3 separate regions of the Mus musculus genome follow, and regions 2 and 3 are each linked to region 1. Evidence: chromatin contacts called from public HiChIP or PLAC-seq data. All regions are on one chromosome and are shown on one strand. Each heading gives the region's core, a stretch centred on a gene start, on an enhancer-like site or on the middle of the called end of the contact. The rest is flanking DNA. Distances are from core to core; before and after follow the strand shown.

The links. HiChIP or PLAC-seq counts read pairs in DNA pulled down with a chosen protein or histone mark.
Region 2: a contact with region 1 is called in an H3K4me3 HiChIP or PLAC-seq map of neural progenitor cells, with 28 read pairs. The contact joins the enhancer-like site here to the promoter of Axin2 in region 1. A contact is called at or near these places in 1 of 39 promoter capture datasets (neural stem cells), 1 of 15 datasets of contacts at CTCF or cohesin (CD8 T cells), 10 of 484 Hi-C or Micro-C datasets (the HL-1 cell line, the N1E-115 cell line, cerebral cortex and 6 more), 28 of 115 datasets of contacts at active chromatin or transcription factors (T-cell acute lymphoblastic leukemia, bone marrow-derived macrophages, craniofacial prominence and 17 more) and 3 of 9 other capture datasets (embryonic stem cells, liver and pancreatic islet).
Region 3: an H3K4me3 HiChIP or PLAC-seq map of embryonic limb bud shows a contact between it and region 1, with 5 times the contacts expected there. The contact joins the enhancer-like site here to the promoter of Axin2 in region 1. A contact is called at or near these places in 5 of 39 promoter capture datasets (cranial neural crest, hippocampal neurons, liver and 2 more), 4 of 484 Hi-C or Micro-C datasets (the HL-1 cell line, Sertoli cells, embryonic stem cells and 1 more), 15 of 115 datasets of contacts at active chromatin or transcription factors (SST interneurons, craniofacial prominence, differentiating embryonic stem cells and 10 more) and 2 of 9 other capture datasets (liver and pancreatic islet).

The regions. Positions count from the first base shown.
Region 1 is chr11:108,918,582-108,921,730 of GRCm38.p6, reverse strand. Axin2 (axin 2) reads right to left here and starts at 1,382. Exons shown (of 11, transcript NM_015732.4): 1 at 1,170-1,382.
Region 2 is chr11:109,209,173-109,212,371 of GRCm38.p6, reverse strand. No RefSeq gene overlaps it. Among named protein-coding and RNA genes, the nearest start is that of Gm39440, 8.8 kb to the left of the region's middle. Within about 2 kb of position 1,346, at least 17 of the 459 cell types and tissues checked have an H3K27ac peak or open chromatin away from gene starts, as enhancers often do. A contact at or near this core is called in neural progenitor cells, neural stem cells, oligodendrocyte precursor cells and 1 more, where this site is marked.
Region 3 is chr11:108,619,110-108,622,281 of GRCm38.p6, reverse strand. The region is part of intron 20 of Cep112 (centrosomal protein 112); the gene reads right to left. Among named protein-coding and RNA genes, the nearest start is that of Gm51924, 50 kb to the right of the region's middle. Within about 2 kb of position 1,426, at least 23 of the 459 cell types and tissues checked have an H3K27ac peak or open chromatin away from gene starts, as enhancers often do. A contact at or near this core is called in SST interneurons, Sertoli cells, embryonic limb bud and 1 more, where this site is marked.

The sequences.
Region 1 (3,149 bases), core at 133-2,632:
AGGAACGGGGGGACGGGAGCGCCCTGGGCTCTGGCCGGTTCTACCCTCAGACTGAGCCTTCACCAGCGCTCCCGGCACCTAAGCGCGGACCCGCGGATGGGAGGGGGAGACTAGTGGGGAAAGAAGTGGGAGGGGGCGGTGGAAGGGCGGGGAGGGCAAGCGGGGGGCGCCGCCACCCTTTCATCCCACCTTCCAAAAGCACTCGCATGAACACGCACACCCCAACTCATCCACACCCACGGCGACTCGACCCCCGAGGGCGAGCTGCCCGTCTCCGCCTCCGTCCCCAACGCCACTTGGAGAAGTCTCCCTGACCGGCCCCCCGCCACCCCGGACCCCGCGCAGGGGAGGGGACTCCAGCTCACCGCGCGCAGGGCCGCCCGGCCAAACCCCCCGGAGCGCTGGGCGCCGAGCCCGCCGCTTCCCCTCCGCGCGGGCCCGGAGCGCGCCCCGAAATAGCCGGCCTGCCAACTTCAAAGCGCCGCCCCGCACATCAAAGCGCGCCGGCCGCCGGACCGCCGCGGCCTCGGCACTCACCATTGATCCGCTGGCGCACTCCTTGCGGAGACCTCGCAGGCGCCGCGGGCAGAGCCCCTGCCCGGGTCCCCCGCTGGACTCGCAGAGGCTGCCCCGGGGCCCCCCCGGGCCCGCCCGGGCGTGGGGAACATGAGGAGTCTCGCGGAGGCGGAGGAGGGGGTGCACGGAAAACAACGATCCCGAGGTCTGCGCCGGGTTTTTTTTGGGGGGGGGGATCGTGCGCCCCGCTGCCCCTTTTATGCAAAAGATCCGAGTGGGCCTCCGCCCCCACCGCGGCCGCCCCCGGCCCCCGCCCGGCCGGCTTTCAACCCAGGTCCTGTTTCCAGCAGTCACTAGGCGCACCAAATGTCCTCCGGGCGCTTCCAACAAAAACTGCGCTGTGGATTTAACTGTGCACTTCAAAGGCGCGAGCCGAGCGCACGGTCCTGGAAGGGAGGTATGCGAGCCGCACCCGGGCCAGCCCAGCGCGCTCCAGCGCCCCTTTTGGGGGGCCGTGCAATCCGCACCCCTCTACTACCCCGGCCTGCTCCCGGTCGCCCCCTCCCGCGGCCCCGCGCCCCGCTGCCAACCGCCCCCGGCCGCACGGAGCTTTCTTAGAAACGGCTGCGACGGGACCGAGCCTCCGACCCCACCTTTTACAGCAAAGCTCTCCTTTGGGGAGGCGGACGCCTCGGCCTCCGGGTGGCCCCGAAATCCATCGCGAACGGCTGCTTATTTTTATTTCCCGGTTCTTGGGCTGTTACTGAGTTGCCAGGACCTTATCAAAGCGCAGCCGGCTCCAGCCGACTCCCCCGGGCCGGGCTCGGGGAGCCAGTGATCCCGCCGCGCCAATCACAGAGGCGCTCGGCCGGCCCGCGCGCCGCCCGCCTTAAAGGGACAGCGCGCGCCCGCTCTGCCCCGCCCCGGCCCGGCCCCCGTGGCACACTCAGCTCCCGCGTTAACCCTTCCTTGGCCCTCGTCTGCCCCCCGCCGGCTGCTGGCGGCCCCGGGGTGTTCTCGGCCGGAGTTCTGATTGATTTCATGTTTCAAGTTCTCCAGCCTCTGCTCATGTCTCCTCCCCCTGCCTACCTAGCGCTCTCCAGCTCTAGAATGCCAGTTTCTCTCTGGCCATTGCAAGAACTGCAATAAAGCACCCGCCCCCCCCCCGCCCCCCTCCATCAAATCAAACACGTTCCTACCTTTTTTCAAATTTCCCTGGGAATTTGGAGAGCCTTCTGGTAGGAGCTAGATCCGCTGGCCAATTCTTAGGGCGTACTCTGACTCAGAAGGCATGATGTGTGTGTATGTGTGTGTGTGTGTGTGTGTGTGTGTGTGTGTGTGTGTGTGCACTTGTGCTCCAGTATCTATTTGCACTAATATAGAAATAGTTTGTGGACAGTTGTGTTTGGATGAAGATGGGCGGTTGTGAATTTGTCTCCACAGTGGAATCAAGGTGCGCACCTCAGTTCCCCAATATTGCAACCTTACACATCAGTCAGCACCTTCCTTGCACACTCATGGACCTCTTTCCCCAACAAATCCGTGCCCACCACACTCTCCCAAAGGGCTGCCACCATCCCATATGTTACTTATTAAACAGCCGTGGAATGCCTCCCACACATACGCGGTGTTAAAGTATTAAAAATTCACCCCACTGTCACCTTCGAATTCCTTTCCACATTCTCCCCAAAATATTTATAAGGCACGGGCCTTAAAAAAATATGCCATAAGTTCAGAACACTTATTCATTCATCTGTTGTTGTAGAGCATTTCCCCGTGGATGAGCTGATAAACTTGCGGGGGGGGGGGGGGGGGGGGAATGGAAGTGAGTAGGTAGCCTGATAGAGTTCTTACTTCACAAACGCTCAGTTCCGCCCCAACCCCTGCACCACATAAGCCAGAGTTGGTGACACATGGCTGCCACCCCAAGGTAGAGCCAATCAATAGAATGAGAATTCCAAGACCAACTTAGTAAAATGGAAGCCAGCCTGGGCTACCTAAGGCTCAATCTCTCAGAGACAAAGCAGTAACACAACAGCAGCAACAAAATATCAACAGCGGAGCCCAGGGCAAAGTAATCCAAAGAGAGGAAAGCCGAGAGAAGCAAGGGCCTGGCCTTCTGAAGGGAGGGCGAACATTCCGCTTTGGAGACTTTGAAACAGGTAAGAAACATGGCTGTCCAAAGAGGGAAAAGTGTCCCCCATGTTCTACTGGAGAAAGAACCCGGGCTGCAGCAAAGGGCCAGAGAGCTCACACACCTTAGGCCTCAAATTCCACAGCCTAGAAAGGAGGCCCGGTGGGTCTCATCCTCCTGCTCTTCCTCCATGGTCAATGTACCTGGGTTTCCTTGCAACCAGAGCTGACCTCTCTAAAGCCAGCAGTCCCGGCTGTGAAATGTGGTCCTTCCGGGGAAGACCAGAGGAAGCGTGTTCCCATAATGCATCTGTATCTTGAGACAACTACCAGGTGTGAGGATACTGGGTGGCTCTCCATTCTCTCTGCCTTCCAGCTCTGACATGGTATATGGAATCCTAGACCAAAGGCATACCCGCCCACCTCCTCCATCAACCCCAGCAAAACTGTTTCCTGAGGGTCCTTGGGCCACAGAGGTATTGTCACAGAAACAGAAGTGT
Region 2 (3,199 bases), core at 97-2,596, 290 kb before region 1:
TGCATATGTAGATCCAACTAGTCCCAAACTGGAAAGCATTCAGAAAACAACCGAACCTGTTGGACAGGCACAGAATTTCCCTCTTTGCCATTATTCCCTGGGCAGCACGGTGGACACGCTCTTATGTAGCATTTATGTTAGGTTAGGAATTAGATGTAACTGAGATGTATGGGCCAGACAGAGGTGTGGATGAAAACAGTTTTCCAGATGTAACAGGGCAGATGAACTCACAGAAACTGGGACAACATTCGCAAGTCTCGAACAAGCTCAAGCCAGATGAAATCCCAGTACAGGTTGGGTGTGGCTGTGGGTAATGAAATCCTACCCCTAGCCAAGAAGCTATTCCCAAGTGATCTCTGCCGTGGAAGGAAAAAAATGAGTATTTTTCAATGGAGGGAGAGTGAGTATATCAACCACCCACCAGAGCAGGACGCATGCTCAGGAGGAGTCAGGCAACACAAATTGAGCACGACAAATATGACCAAGGTATATTGTGTTGTTAAGGCTCACCCCTGAGCATAGCTACAGCCATTTTGTTCCATGCCTGACAGCTATTTCATATTGTTGCTGTAATATGCCTGCTAGTCATTGATGTAGAAAAAATAACTTGACTCAGAGCAGGGTCATGCTGACCACATACCCTGTTGGGTTCTCTATGTTAAGAGGTTTGTTAATCTTAAGAAATTCCACAACTGTAAGCTTCACACAGGACCCATCGCATTAAAGGTCAACATGAACTGTTATGTCTAAAATGGCTGGAGTCAGGGCCAACCACTGGGCAGCACTTCCAGCATCTGTCTATGTGCTCATTGTGGCTTTTGCAGTTTTAGCTTTTATAAGCTGACCATAGAGATGGGTTCGGCTTACTTAAGGGTTTGAAAGATGTGTGTAGGCTCTGTGCAGACTGCACACTACATTATTTAGGGGACAAGGCTCAGAACAAGTCCTCACAAAATAAAAACAAAACAAAACAAAAACAAAAAGAGCAAACTGGAATCATAGCAAGTGTATATGGGACTTGAACACTAATAGATTTTGGTATCTTGGGGGGAGGGGTTTCTAGGACCGTTTCCCTGCAGCTATTGAGGGAATAACTGAACACCAATGCACTCTGACTCCCCTCCCCTCCCCTCCCCTCCCCTCTCCCCCTCCCCTCCCCTCCAGTCTTCCCTTCCCTAATATACCTTCCTGGTTTATTTTGATGGCTCACTCTTGGATGTTAGTCCATAATAGCCTCAAGATCACATCCCGGAAGGCACCATGTTCAGGATCACACTGGCAATCTGAGAATGGAGCTGTTCACCGGGAGCCAGCGTGTTGCCGAGGGCATCCAGAAGGGCTTCGAGTGGCGTGTGGGTGCCTCTGCTTCACTGAGTTTCAAACGGACACTTCTTGTCAAGAGGCTCCTTCATTGGTCTCTGCTGACCGTTTTGGCAGGAAGCCCAGTGGAGACAATGGTGCCCTTTTCTCTCAACAGTCCTTTGGGTCACCTCAGAGAAGACCAAGGCCGGGAACTGAGGGTGGAGAGAGCAATTAGGAAGGAGGAGATGTGGATTTTCAAAGGTCAGCCGGAGTATGAGTAGCGATTGCCTGGAGATTTATTCCGAGTGCCTTTCCTGACTAGAAAAACAACAATAAAAGGGGGAAAAAACCCCACCCGGGCCCACAAGTGGGGTAGAAGTTGAAGAACACTTTAATTCATAAGGAAAAGGGCTTGAATAATTGATGCTACCACCCTGCCAAAGATAATTTCAGCCCGCTCCCTCTATCTCACAAAGACATTTAGCATTGATGCAGATCAAAGTGTCAGAAACCCCTGCTGCTAGGCTGAAAGGCAAAACTCGCAGCGGCCTTTCTCCGCTCTGATAATGTCGTCTTTATGTAGTTAATAAACTGCGCACTTCAGTCAAACTATATCATTACAGAAGACTTAGGGAGCTAATAATTTAAAAGCAAAGAATTGCCTCTGTTCCTCACTTTGAACTAAACAACATTCTGTTGAATGAGGGGGACATCAAAGTCTTGTCACTATTACCAGTGTGGCTCTAGCAGAAGGCCCCACAGAGTGGGTACTTCAGTCATCAAGGGGAAAAGAAAGAAAGGAAGGAAGGAAGAGATTAAAGACACTGGCTTATCCACGCAAAGGCGGTACCAGGTGTTTTGGTTATTATTGTTTGTACTGGGAGAGCATCAGGTGGCTCTAGTATCAATGCATGTCCTTGTCCAGCTGATGCTTATGAACCCGGGTCAGACAGTTCACTTTTCACCTTGGCCCTGCTCTGAACTTTGTCCTGATGATATCTCTGTTTGCCTTTAGCCTGTCAGCCCTGCAAAGCGCCTTGGCTTTCTTAGGTCCTGTTTAGGTGGCTTGTTTGGCCTCTCTTTGTGCAGGGTCATGGGGCATCGTGTTCTCCACCCAGTGTTGGCTTGCTGTTGGCCATTCAGTGGCTCACAGGCTCCTATTTGGCTGGATAAGGGCATCTGCTGCGTATCTGTTTGAGGGTATTTTAAGCAGGAAGTTATGAGATAGACAACCTTCCGATAGCATCTCACCGCTCGCCCCTATACCCCGCTCCAGTGCTGCTGGGCTTGACATGAGGGCCATTGTCTTAACTTCATGCTCTTCCCCAGGAATTATTCTGAGGATGGAATCACTCAAAACATGGAATCTCCTGCAAATGGCTTGAAAGAAACTCTGGGCAAGAAGCTTGAATAAACTCGAAGGAAGCAGACGACGAAGAGAGGCCTCTGTTGAAGCTAGGCTTTTCCCACTTCTGCACTGGAGATTTGCAATATGAATGATGGTCCCACTGGGGCAAGAAAGCTGTCTTATGCATTCTATAGCCACTGTCTGGTGGCTGTGGCTGTGTTAGTGGTAGTGGGGAACTGACATTCCAGATACATCCAACCTAACTGGTTCCTTAGGCCAATGACAGTTTTGCAGACAGCAGTTGGGGCCACTCTGAGACTTTTGCTGTCAGTTCACACAGCAGTTGGGACACAGTGAGTGTGTCAGCCTGCAGAGGGCATCTGGGCAGGGTGGTTCTAAGGGCAAAGCAAATTATCTACCAAATATAACTAGAAACTTGCAAAGTATAAACCTAAATCTTGAGGAAGACATACATGTATTTAAAAGCAGTTTTGCCGTCACCTGGTCAGAGTGGTGCATTGTCTACTGTAGAGGCAGTAGGCATTACGA
Region 3 (3,172 bases), core at 177-2,676, 300 kb after region 1:
ACATTATCTTGAGAAAATTTGTTAATACATTATTATTTATCCCAGAACATTAAAAGAATCAGTTTTGACTTTAAAGTGGACTCAAATATACATTATACATTTATAATTTTCCTAAAGTACTCACTTACTTAGCTGTATAGCTCAAGGTACTGTTTATTATTCAGTAGTATATAGACAAAGTTAGAATCTGTTGTCACAAATGGCTTCTTTTCCAGATCAATAATCAGATAAGGAAAACTATTTAATGCAAAGTTAAGTGTTTTAAATTTGTTTTCCCTTTAAAAATAGTTTGGGTATCGCTTCTCGGCCTTTTGGCTAAGATCAAGTGTAAAAATAGTTTGGGTTCATCGATTTGACTTCATTAGCCTGAAATATGCTTGCACACAATAACACTGCAAGGAGGCTATGAAACAGCAGAGAAGCTTGGTCTCCAACCCTTCTTGTCAAATCGTAAGAGATTCCAATCAGCCAAACACCTCGCTAATAGTCATGGGCCTGCTGTTTTAATTAGCTGGTGATATTTCCGACCAAGAATCTCAGATGATGAAACTGTTTTTCCTTGTATTGAACCGGCTTGGCCCAGACTAGCCTGTCCCGCAGTGACATGTATATTGAATACAAATCAGACAGCACAGCTTTAAATCTGTGTTGCAGCTCTCATTTCCAATTCGAGAACTGTACCATAATCATAAGCTTCTGGTGGATGAAAGGGAATCAGCTCTCTGAATATTAGCTAATGCCACATTTGCAAGTCCTGAAGAGATCTGTGCTGTTAAAAAAAATAGATCATTTCGCGGGAACCTATATATATGAATTGCTTTGTAGTGTTCAGCTGATAGAAGCGATGCCTGTGCTGGGATTAAACCCTTTTCATCATAAAACCTCATCTGGTTCGGAGTCCAAGTCCATCAAACCTTTTTCCTTTAAAGTCCCGCCTTTGATTCTACATCAATTTATTCAAACCGCAGCTGGGTGGCTGAAAACGAAAGGACAGCATCATTTAAACCAACCATGTTCCCAACTTGAAAGAAGGGCTATAATTAAAAAAATGGGCATAAAAGAATGGAAATGGGATAATATTTTTTAATGGTAGTTCAAAGGCCGACAGATGTCAAAGCCTTTGAAGATGTCAGTACACTGAGCAAGAAGTTGCCATAAAAGAGCTCGCCTAAGAGGTGAAGCGGCTTTGTAATGGCTGCAGAAACCCTTGCAGACACATCCTTGTGTTTTTAATTTGTCAGAGCTTCTGCAGTATTTTCAGATTAATGACACATGATGATAACTGCATAGCAGACATATTTTTATACTTGGTTAAATGAATAGTTTATTTCACATTCTTTTAGAACTAGATAAGAATAAGGACACTTTGCTAGGAAGTCCCAAACTCTTCTGATTACCTCACATATTTATGCTAATTTTGTGGGACTGGCTCAAGGCAGAGCAGCTATTGCTGCCAGCTTTTGTTCTTTAATAGTCAGATTGCTTGTAACATTACAGTTCACATGTGGTAGTTAGGATGTGTTCCACCACAGCTTCCTTCTTTTCATGCACTCAGAACAATATGTGCCTGAATAATTAATTTGTGCACAAGTCATGTCAAAGCTAATTAATGTTTAAAAGCATTCCAGAGCTCAATCTAAACAACCACAGGCCACCATAGGGTTCTGAGGAGACAGAGGTGCAGAGGAGAAAACACTGCAGCCTCAACTACAATTTGACATCAGTTTACTTTAAAAGAAAGGCTTGTGGTGCTGAGAGTAAATGCTGGTGAGCACATTGCTCACATCCAAGAGAGGAAGGGCTCAGGGCGTCCACTCATCCAAAGACTTCTCTCATGTCAATTTGATTTGATCTGTGAAACTGACCTCACAATATTGATGAAGGTTAACCACAAATCTCTAGTGTGTAGTAGCAGCAGAAACATCTCCCACCAATCGCTATCTGTGTAATTTATATCCACGATGTGGTTCAGGTGAGAAAGAGTTCATGGGGAGGAGGATGCAGTCAGATGGGTTTGGGCTCCAATTCTATCTTTACAGATAAGAAAAACTGTTTGGGTTTGCTTTCCCATCTGTGAAGACTGAGATCATAGTATCTCCTCCTAGAACATGTGGAACAGGGTTGAACATATATATGCTCAATTCCCATACTCAAGCAAAATAATGTATAGAAAAAAACTAGGCCATTTGTAATGGAAAATGGATACATTCTTATATACAACAAAATCATATTTTTTAAAGATATTTTCTTTATTTACATTTCTTTTTTTAATATTTTTTATTTTTACGTATTTTCCTCAATTACATTTAGAATACTATTCCAAAAGTCCCCCATACCCTCCCCCCCAATCCCCTACCCACTCATTCCCATTTTTTGGCCCTGGCGTTCCCCTGTACTGGGGCATATAAGGTTTGCGTGTCCAATGGGCCTCTCTTTCCAGTGATGGCCAACTAGGCCATCTTTTGATACATACAAAATCATATTCTTTTTTTTTCCATTTTTTATTAGGTATTTAGCTCATTTACATTTCCAATGCTATACCAAAAGTCCCCCATACCCGCCCACCCCCACTCCCCTACCCACCCACTCCCCCTTTTTGGCCCTGGCGTTCCCCTGTACTGGGGCATATAAAGTTTACGTGTCCAATGGGCCTCTCTTTCCAGTGATGGCCGACTAGGCCATCTTTTGATACATATGCAGCTAGAGTCAAGAGCTCCGGGGTACTGGTTAGTTCATAATGTTGTTCCGCCTATAGGGTTGCAGATCCCTTTAGCTCCTTGGGTTCTTTCTCTAGCTCCTCCATTGGGAGCCCTGTGATCCATCCATTAGCTGACTGTGAACATCCACTTCTGTGTTTGCTAGGCCCCGGCATAGTCTCACAAGAGACAGCTACATCTGGGTCCTTTCGATAAAATCTTGCTAGTGTATGCAATGGTGTCAGCGTTTGGATACTGATTATGGGGTGGATCCCTGGATATGGAAGTCTCTACATGGACCATCCTTTCATCTCAGCTCCAAACTTTGTCTCTGTAACTCCTTCCAAGGGTGTTTTGTTCCCACTTCTAAGGAGGGGCATAGTGTCCACACTTCAGTCTTCATTTTTCTTGAGTTTCATACAAAATCATATTCTAATGAACATGTTCATCTTTCTAAAGCAGATGCTGAAATTTCC